Linked DNA regions of Triticum aestivum: region 1 is linked to region 2. A link is a contact called in public Hi-C data. All regions are on one chromosome and are shown on one strand. The core of a region is the stretch at or near the end of the contact, and the rest is flanking DNA. Distances in the headings are between cores, read along the strand shown.

What was found. A called contact is a pair of places that touch in the nucleus more often than the background predicts.
Region 1: a contact with region 2 is called in a Hi-C map of leaf, with 7 times the contacts expected there. The contact joins the promoter of LOC123182595 here to the promoter of LOC123182590 in region 2. A contact is called at or near these places in 4 of 5 Hi-C or Micro-C datasets (leaf and an unstated tissue) and 1 of 1 datasets of contacts at active chromatin or transcription factors (leaf).

Annotation. Positions count from the first base shown.
Region 1 is chr1D:425,619,540-425,624,786 of IWGSC CS RefSeq v2.1, forward strand. LOC123182595 (serine/threonine-protein kinase tricornered) reads left to right here and starts at 1,265. Exons shown (of 14, transcript XM_044595225.1): 1 at 1,265-1,502; 2 at 2,223-2,609; 3 at 3,291-3,465. The coding sequence starts at 2,398.
Region 2 is chr1D:425,419,180-425,424,395 of IWGSC CS RefSeq v2.1, forward strand. It overlaps LOC123182590 (protein PAT1 homolog 1), which reads right to left and starts at 2,088. Exons shown (of 5, transcript XM_044595218.1): 1 at 1,809-2,088; 2 at 1,391-1,560. The coding sequence starts at 1,875.

The DNA of each region.
Region 1 (5,247 bases), core at 15-2,514, 200 kb after region 2:
TCCGGAATCCTTGTTCCTATGTTTTTCCTATAAAAATCTTCCAAACCGAATGAGGCCTTATCATGGATCACATGGATGATAAAAAAGGTGTTGTAAAGTCACAACCATAGAGACAAGTCAAACACATTGCTTAAAAATCTTCAATACCCCGGAGTGCAAATGGCAAAATGCGCAGATCAAACAAATCATAAAACCCCATGAATCTAACGCAAGATTGAGTCCCCTCGACACCCTCCAATAATCACTGGGATCAGAATCAATACCCTCACAATATTTCGTCCATGAGCAATGCAACAATGAGCAAAGTGACACAGGGCAAGGGAACAACGAGGCGGAGTTAAACCACGCCAGGGAGGCTAGGGCTCCATCAGAGACAACTTATCGCCAACTCGTACACTGGAAAAGCAGATGCGAGGTGGGGGGTTGTTGTTGGTTGAGCCATATTAGGACGGCGCGAGGCAATGAGTCATCATCCTAGCGTTGTCCTCCGTGGGCGGCATATGACGACAAATGGACGATGTCGGCAACTGTTACCGACCTAGGCAAGAACACATCAATGACCCGTTAAGGTGGCAATGGCGCAACGATTGTCGTCTACTACCACTACCCCTTCACGAGTACATACAGACGATCCATGATGATCATATAACGACATCATCATGTAAGGTGGCAATGATGCTAGTGTCGAGAAAAAGTGCAGATCAAGGTTTTTTTTCACTTCAGAAAATCACGGTTTGAGAAGGGTGACCGACACTCCTAGCAGCGCACAGCTGAAACGATGCGGGTTTGTCACCATTTTGAAGCCGGTGCTAACAACCATCCCACCTACTCATTATATTTTTGCAAGCACACAAGGCTCAAGGTCATCAATGTCCGCCTATAAAACTCAACCTAAAAATAACCATTTAGATCGATGGATTGAGAAATAAGTAATAAACACCTCTTAAATAAAGAAAGAAGAAGAGAAAACGTGGACACACGGTTTGCCAACGAGATAACCCGCCGAGCCGCCCGAAGGCGGCAGGCGGCGTGTGCCGTATCCGCACAAGCAAATGGAACAAATTAAAAAAGGAGGCACTCATCGGGGCGGGACGAGCGGGTTGATGGGCCGACCGACGGCGACGGTGCAGGCCGGGGAGCGAGCGGGGCCAGTCGCGTTGTGCGCGGCAGGTGGGGGACCCCGACCCCGGCGCCGCAGCAGTACAACAACTAGCACAACCATAGAGAGCAGGCTCCAAACAGGGTAGAGAAGCCACGCGGAAGTTTCGTTCCGGGGAGTCAAAGCCAAGCCACGCTTCTCTCACACGCACGCACGCACAGCGCAGGCAGCGCTCTTCCTCCCTCCCTCCCTCCCCATCGGCGCGGCGGGGCTGGCCTTTTCTCTCTCCTCCCTCCCCCTCACACGCTTTGCCTTTGCCCACGAAAAGGACAACCAACCCGGAGCGACGCAGCCAGGCAGGGGTGAAGAGAAGAGAAGAGAGGAGAAGGAGAAAAAAAAAGGCGTGAGTCCCCCCTCCCTCCCCCTTTTGCTCCAGTCGCCGCCGAGATCCGCCCCGCGCCCGCCCCCGCCGCCGCCCTGCGCCGAGGTGAGCGCCCCGCCCGCCGATCCGCGCCGTCCGGTTAACCCCGCGGTTCCAGATGGCTCTCCCATCCCCGCCTCCCCTCTCTCTCTCTTTCACCCTGGATTGGGTAGTGGCCGCCGCTGCGGTCGGGAGCGGGGGCTTTGGCGGGCCCCCGGTGGCGAATTCGGCGCCCCGCGACGCCGCGCGCGGCCGCGGGCTCGGGAGTGCGGTGGCGTGTGTTTCGGTGGTTTGACGGGGGGTTTTGGCGCCGCTCCTCGTCCGCGTTTTTCCGGGGCGCCTCGCGCGCGCGAGCCGGCAATGCGATTTCCGGGTCGAATTCCGCGAATCTCCGCGCCGGAATGCTGCTGTTCGAGAATTTTTTTTTTGGTGGGGGGTGGGGGTTTCGGCTGGGAATTGGGATCTTACGTTCCGTTTACTGGTTCGTAACCGGCGCGTCAGCCGCTGCTGTCGACGGAGGATTCATGCCCAGTGCGGCTTAGTTTCGGGATTTTTGACTGGGTTTAGGTGTCGTGTCCGAAAATAGCAGAAACTTGGAAGGATTCTATTGACCGTTCCCTCCCTCGCCCGTGTAAGTCGTGCGATGGATGGCAACTTGTGCGAACGATTCTGACTGATGGTAATTTTCTATGGTTTTTCCAGATAGGCATCATTCCAGCATCGGGTTCTACGGAGGAGGTGCCGGTTTGGACATCTGATCCATTTGGAGGGTATTGACCGCTTCAGAGCCAGAGCTCCTCTGGCCTGTGGGCGGCTGCTGGATTGGTCAATATAATACGCTCTCTGGTCTTAGAGATGATGCCATTGTGAGCACAAGATGGATTCCGCGAGAAGTTGGTTCCAGAAGTTCCAGCCGCGGGACAAGTCCAAGAGCCCGGCGGTGCCTGCCAGCCATGGGAAGGATCCTGGGAAGCCCCCAGTCGACGACGCGCCTTCTAGCGCGACCAAGCAGAAGGTCGCCGCGGCAAAACAGTACATTGAGAACCACTACAAGACTCAGATGAAGTCCTTGCAAGATAGGAAAGAGAGGTAGGCTGGCAACTTAAATGTTTGGCGCGCTTTCCCCTGCTTTAGCTGTGGATTTAGGTACTTGACTCCATCTGGTTCAGTATCCTACCATGCTGCGGAGTAGGAAAGCGACAAGCACCCTCCTTGTTGCTATTACCAAGCATGATGCTTAATAACACACATCACATGCCATGTTGGGATTGGAATGGTAAACACCGATTCAGGTTGTTAAGATGAAGTCCTTGGGCCACACAAGTTGTTTGTCACCATAAATAGGAGTTCCAGTGGATTAAAGCTCTAGCTCCAAATTAGGTACATAGCTTGAACGGTTTGTTGAGTCCTCCAGTTGCACAAGTGGCTTAGTAAAACATTTAATTCACTACCAGGTATATTAATCTCAAAATACTTCGCTCAAGGTGATTAATATACCCATTTTGAAAGCCGTGTAGTCCGTTTCAGAGCTTTTGGTTGACACCATCACTGTTAATTTCCACATTGCACAATTTCGATAACCTGCGTCTGATTGTTTATTTCGTTCTCAGTTAAAACTTGTATCAACATTACTCCCTAAGATGTATATTTTGCATCGATTGTAACTCATTTCAATCTGCTTCATGCTTTGATGTGCCACTTCTGTTTGAGACTAATTTACTGGCTACAATTTAGTCATCATCCTGATCTGATATCGTTGTCTACTTTTAGGCGCTGGATGCTGGAGAGGAAATTACAGGATGCTGAAGTTCCTGCAGAAGAGCAGAACAACATTCTAAAACATTTGGAGAAAAAGGAGACTGAATATATGCGTTTGCAAAGACACAAGATGGGGGTTGAAGATTTTGAACTTTTGACAATTATTGGAAGAGGTGCATTTGGAGAGGTACCTCTCAGTTTGGTCCCTGTTGTTTATTTATATGTTTATAACCTCCTATGTGGCATGACTTCTTGGTCTTCTAATTCTGGTTGTCAATAGTAGGTTCAGAAGACCAATATTGGGCTTGACACTATTGCTCATCCTACCTTTTCCCCATAAACATGATCTCTTATGTAATCACAAAATTGTGCTGCTCTGTGCTCCCTCTATACTTGCCGCTCAACACGGAACGTCCTGTGTATTCTTTGTCTACAAGCATGCCCATGCGTCATTGTTCTTTAGGCGGTAAGGTGACCTAAGGCGAGCACCCACCGCCCTGATGCCTAAGCGACTAAGGCAGGAAAAATTGAAAGGCGCTGCTAGGGTGCCTTGCCACCTAAGCGTCCAAGGCAGGACGCCTTAAAAACAATGTCCTACGTTGCTACGGAACCACAATATGATTGTAGTTGTATTGAATTAAGAGTATAGAACAACCAACACACTTGCAACACTGCGAAGAAAAACTCAAGCAAGCAGCAACACTGGCCTTGCGTAACTGCAGCGGCCATGGGAGCACCAGTGCAAGATTTGAAGCGGCAGAGCCATGTCTGGATTTTGAAATTTGAAAGCTAGGATGATTGAGATTGGAACCATGAGTTGGTTGCGAGATCTTTTGGGTTTCTACTCTAGCCAACCCCAACTTGTTTGGGACTAAAGGGTTTGTTGTTGTTGATTGATGATGATGATTGAGGTTGGAAGGAGGGCCGGCCGGAAGACATGGATTGGGGAGTAGCCACAGCAGGGAAAACAATTGGTTGGCAGATTGACTGGCTGGTTCGTCTCGGTAGTTTTTTTTTCCCGTATTGCCATGTATATACTTATAAAAGACTTCCCCATTCGAAACATGCGTGAGGTGGCAGCTTGTTGGTTTGACTGAGTGGTGTAGAGGCAAGTGTGAGGTTCGAGGCTCCCCGACTGCATTATTTCTGTTTTTTTTTTAAACTGAGAGGGTCTAGTGGGTCCTAGATAGACGAGGGAAATTGAGGTGGAGTTTGGGGGGGCTCACCGCTACCACCAACTCCAATTTATAAGATGGTAGTGAAGTAGAGATATATAGTCACGTAAAAAAAAGCGTGTACCCAGTGCCGAAAGCTCCCACACAAGGTAGGTGGGTCTAGCAGCCTTACCCCTTGCATAATAATTCTGTGAGGAGGCTGGTTCGAACGCAGGACCTCCAGGCCACAAGTGGAGACTCTACCACTGCGCCAGGCCCGCTCTTCATATATCACATCAGGATAAAAAGAATCCCTTCATACAAGGATTTCCCTTTCATCCTTTTCAGCAAGAGAACATGAGAATAATGTTTTTGCATAGTGCAGTTGACCCGTATACTTATAAAGCAACGTTTACAGGCTGGCCTGGTTTAGTGGTGTGCTCTGTTCTTCTGATATATTTTCTTTCAGTTATTTCCTATGCCTTCCCTATTCTTCTCCAGCTGTGTTGTTCTTTCCCCTGCACTATAAAAATGTATGCCCAGTTAGCCCGTTACAGCCCAGTTCTTTTAGCGGCTTCTATAATAAGCTGCCCCCTCCCTAGCTTAGTTTACAAGACGGCCCCCCATATCCGTGGGCGCTTCTTTAGAAGCTCCAACCAATATGGGGGGCGGCTTCTAGAATAAGTTGGGGAGGGGGCGGCACTGTCATAAGCCGCCAAAAGAACTGGGCCATATTTAATAAAGTAACCATCTCCAGTTATTTGTACTTTTTTGGTCATCGCTATGTGCGTCATGTTTAATGTCATTCTGAATTG
Region 2 (5,216 bases), core at 838-3,337:
CCTACGCACTTATAGGCACTGACTAGAAGTAAAAACAGTTAGGCAGAATACGCTCGCATTTGCATCATGAAATACTGCAAGGTGTCACCTAAAGTTCCATACCAAGTAGCAATCACTTTAAGTTGCACCTGGTTACCAGATCTGCTCAATAAATGGATATGGGTACTCAAATCTAAGTCCAGATGGCAAAAACACTGATGGTGTTTGTGTATGTGGTGGGACATAGTGCAGAAGAAAGAAGGAATTTTATTTGATCCAAAGACGCATCCTACCATCACGTCCCTTTCCTGATGACAACAGCTCAATTTACATTTCTCAGTACTGAGATATTATTATAAAGAACGCTCATAGTTGACAATAAATCCTCCATGTTCTAAAAATACACTTTTGTTCAATCAAGTCCTAACCAATAAAAAGACACAAAAAATATGATGGTTATAACACTTATGGATGCAATTTACTATATGTTTTCTTATCATCTTAAGTATTAAGTCAAGATGTATCCCCCTCTAAGACTAGAGTAAAAAGGACGGAGCTATCATCCTACTGCAGAAAAGAGCACCCACTCATGAGTCATGACTCATCCAAAAGTAGCAATCACCAATAAACACGGTCAGGACTGTGCGAAACATGCAATGCACATAATTTCACAGCTTTCAAACATTAGCAAACACCAATACACAAAGAGAACTTTAGGAAGCATGCAGCAGTGCAGCACACAATCAATAGCAACAGGGAAGCCGGCTTCGCGGGATACTACCATCACGTCTTTTACAGCTGACAATAGCCCAATTTACATTTCTCAGTACTGAGTTATTATTATAAAAGAATGCTCATAGTTGACAATATACCCTCCATTTTCTAAGAGAACAATTTTGCTCAATCGAGTCCTAACCAGTTAGAAACACACACAAAAATGATTTTCTTAGGTACATTTTGTGGAGATCATAACGCTTAGGGACACAATTTACTACTCCCTCCGTCCGGAAATACTTGTCGGAGGGACTATGTTTTCTTATCACATTAAATCAGATGCAATCCCCTCCAAAACTAGAGGGGCAGTTCTCTTGACCTATTGCATCCAAAGTACACAATTCCTCCTTACAAGAACAAAAACAAAAGGCAAAAATCGAATGTACTACCGCCGACCAGTACGTCCAAAAACAACAAGCTATCATCCTGCTGCATAAAAGAGTATCCACTCAGACTCATCCAACAGTGGCAAGCACCAACAAACAGAGTCAGGACCGTGCGAAACATGCAATGCACATAATTTCACAGCTTTCGAACAGTAGCACGCACCAACACAAAAATCAGGGCTCTACGAAGCATGCAGCACACAATCGATAGCAACAGCGGAAGCCGGATACAAAGTCGGTGAGAGCCGCACCTCTTCCCCCACAGGAGACAGCTGGTATGCCCCATCATCGTGCCCACCGAAGCCGCCGCCATAGCCGCTGTCCAGGCCGACGTCATCCGCCATGCTGCCGCCGAGCTCCAGCCCCTCCAGCGGCGCCTTGCCGAAGAAGGAGTACTGCCCCGAGTCGAAGCGCGAGCTCTCTGCAGAGGAAGCAACAAAGAAAAACACATAAATCTCCATTGGTGCCACGCGAAAACGAGAGAATCTGCCCAGGCCGCGCGCGAGGGACGCGAAATTCAGCGGAAGCACGCGGAGAAGCGCCGTCTGCGGCACGGATTCGACGGTAAGGCCGCTGAGTTGCGAGCCCAGGCAGGCGGATCAAACTCAGCAAACTACAGCCCACCAGAACATCACTGGGCAGCGCCGCAGCGGAAGGAATCGCAATCACCTGCGGTGGAGGCCGACGAGGATGAGCCACCGCCGCCGCCGCCGGCGTCCGCCCGGAGGCCCCTCATCGCAGGCAGGGAGCGGGCGGCGCTGCTAGGGTTTGGATTCCGGGGGCGGGCACGCGCTTGGGTTTTGGATCTGGGGGAGCTGCGAGGCGGAGAGGGGTACAGCCGAGGAAAGCTCGCTCAGTAGACGCGCCTTGGCTGCTTTACTTCCCTCCCCTTCTCTCTTGGCCTTGGACTCGACAATAATCTTTAAAAATATAAGCCGAAAATGATAGTTCCAGCATTATTTATATTTATTGATAGATATAGATAGATAGATATTGATATATGGCGTGCTGGTGTGGAGAAAGTTGCTGCTGGATGGCACCAGAAAAAACTGACGGAGTGATTACAGTGATGAGAGGAGACTTTGGCTTGGCGTGTGTGCTACTCCATCTGCCCCTTTTATGGCTCCTTTCCGCGCGTTGATGCGGCGACGTACCTCATGCCTCCATTCAAATAGTGTAAAGCTTTTTCTCTTGGCCTTGCTTGCTTTGCCGCTCGCTTATGATCATTTGCCACGTTAATGGCGCCCTTTCTGTTGGTAACAACTAACAACTGGCAGAACATGATGGTACTATTTCATTGGCCCGGAGCTAGGTGTGTGCAATGGTTGTAGAAAAGGTTTTGCTGAGCATATATTCCCAAAGCAAAACTTATAGAGCATGGTCTCACATACACCAGTCATCATCATCATTTGTGTTGTCGGATGAAAGCAAGGGCCCGTTTGGAAAGTGGCAGGCAACCTTGGATGAACTTTGCATAAATTTGGTGCCCTCACAAATTTGAAATTATTTAGTTGTGTGTACAAGTGAATTTAAGTTGCCAATAGAAACTCAAAGGAGGTTGCTCTCACGCTCTCTGTGCTGAAAATCATTGAAAACCACGAAAGCAACACTCTAATTGAGTCGACTTCTCTCTCAGTATCTCCCCACTTTCTTATCCCGTCATCGGTCCCCGGATCAAGTGATAGTGGTACCATCACCATCCCCAACCATTCGACCATCTCTCTGTGTGTGTATGTGTGTGTGTGTGTCATGCGTTCATGTGAGACTGAGCTCCCACTATCAGCCTGAACTCGCCATTGGACACATCAATTCCTTTTAGACCTAATATTTTAAAAACCAGTTGAAACTGGTGAGCTATGAGGTCTGATCCTCTTGAAATATTGTTTAGCCAAAATAATGTTTTGGCCCATTCCACTGCTCGTCGTTGTCGCGATGGATCTGTCGGAGCCCATCACGAGGTTCGTCGCCATGACGGACCCAGAGAAGTTGGACGGCAAGAGCATCACATGAAGGAGAGGGCGAAGAAGAAGGTGCAAATGTCCGCTCAAATAGGAGCTCCTCCTCCACAGCGGATCATCATGTCGATGCTGCCCTGACCCACCTAGTACAAGAAGTCGTACTACTTTGCTGCCTAGCAGTATATTTAGCCTGACACACAACAATCGCCACAACACTCTGCCGCTTCATTCAACTCTGGCCACCCTCCACCGTACACCATTGACTTCAACAGTGATTACGTGTTCACTGAGTCGTCGATGCTCGCCCGGTCGCGGTTGTTGTCCGAGGACCCTCGTCCGGCGATGTCCGGTCACTATCTTGCGGAATGCCTCTCCAAGATCAACGGCAGCCACCGACGAGGCGATGATAAACATGATCAACAACAGCGGCAACCGTGAGGACAGGCAAGTCGATGACAACTACTCACCATAATTGGAGCAAGATACGCCGACGGACACCCAACAGTCATATGTGCCCAATGCAGACGCAAATAAGAAGGGGTGATTGTCAAACTCGAGCAAGAGGATGAATTGTTGTCTTTGGAGCGGTTGGGCACAAGTGTTGATCCTCTTCAAGGCACGGAGCAAAAAGGGCTCGGCTTTTTGGCAAAGTGTGCACGATTGGTTTCATGAGAAAAAGCATTGCACCTCGGCAACAAGGAATTGATCAATGATCGAAATCCGAAGTCGCTAAGCACCAACGATACACCATTCAAGAGGTCGTCAACAAAGCATTGTAGTGTACATATGGAAAACTAGTGGCCAAGTAGCGCGTCACTCCTCGATCTCGTAAGTTTTGCATTGTTCATGGAAATCCAAAAGAAAAATATCCAACTCGAGGAGAGCGGACAGGTTTAGCTTGTTCATGGAAATCCAAAAGAAAAATATCCAACTCAAGGAGAGCAAGCTTGCGACCAGGCAAGCTTGTGAGTAGCAATGATCTTGTATGTGAAGGACGAAGATTTGGATTACGATGCGGGCTGGTTTGTTCAGGACTTGCACGGTATGATCGCACGCTTTGTGCAAAGGAGGGGGGAGCGCCGGAAGGTGAAGCTTTTTGCTCGGACAATTGGTTCTTTTGCTTTTGGGTTTGATAGTTGTAAAAACCTTGTTGCACATCCGATGCTTTTGATAGTAATTGCATTTGTTTGCAACTATTTAAATATACGGTCGAATTGCTATTGATATAGACAATTTGACAAAGAGAGAATGTCGGACAAGTATGGAAAATTTGGGAGACGTCGGTTGGATGGCTTCCGTCAGATCAGATGTTTGTGAACACATTTGGACGCGTATGCCAACATTTTAGAAGATCTGTTAGGTGATCTCCGTTGGACATGCCCTCATACTCCTCCCATTCTCTCTTCTTTCTTGACCAGCACGGCATATGGGTGGCCAAGGGTGCGTGTGTCGGTGGGGAGTGTTGGCGGGGGTAGGGCCCAAAGAGGGAATATGAGTAGTGTGGTGTTGTAGAAAGTGCCACAAATTAATATATACTCTCTTCTTCTCAAAATAAGTGTCTCAACTTAAGTATATAACTTTGTACTAAAGTTAGTATAAGTTGAGACACGTGTTTAGTACTCCCCCTTCCATAATGTAATGTGTATACATATTTTCAAAAGTCAAACCTTATAAACTTTGACCATATTTATAGAGAAATACACATATATTTAGAATACAAAATGCATATCACTAGAGACATTATGAGTTATATTTCATATATGTGTATGTGTGTGTAGTTTGTTTAGTTTGACTTATCAGAAATCTATGTTCTCTACATTATGGAACGAAGGGAGTATGGCATAAAACGGATGTCACCAGATTTGTCTTAAAAAAGTTAAGGGCATCTCCAATGTGGATCACCAAATTTTCACTCCCAAATATCCACGGACATGACCGGACGTGTCCCAAACATATGACCTAGTGTTGGCCATCGAACGTGATCACCAAATGCCCCTCCCCATTTTAAACAACATGAACATGAAATACATATGAAATTTAACAAAGTATGTTATATTACATGCAAAACAGCAAAATTTAACAAATTCGACGTAAAATAAACTAAAACCAATCTAAACCA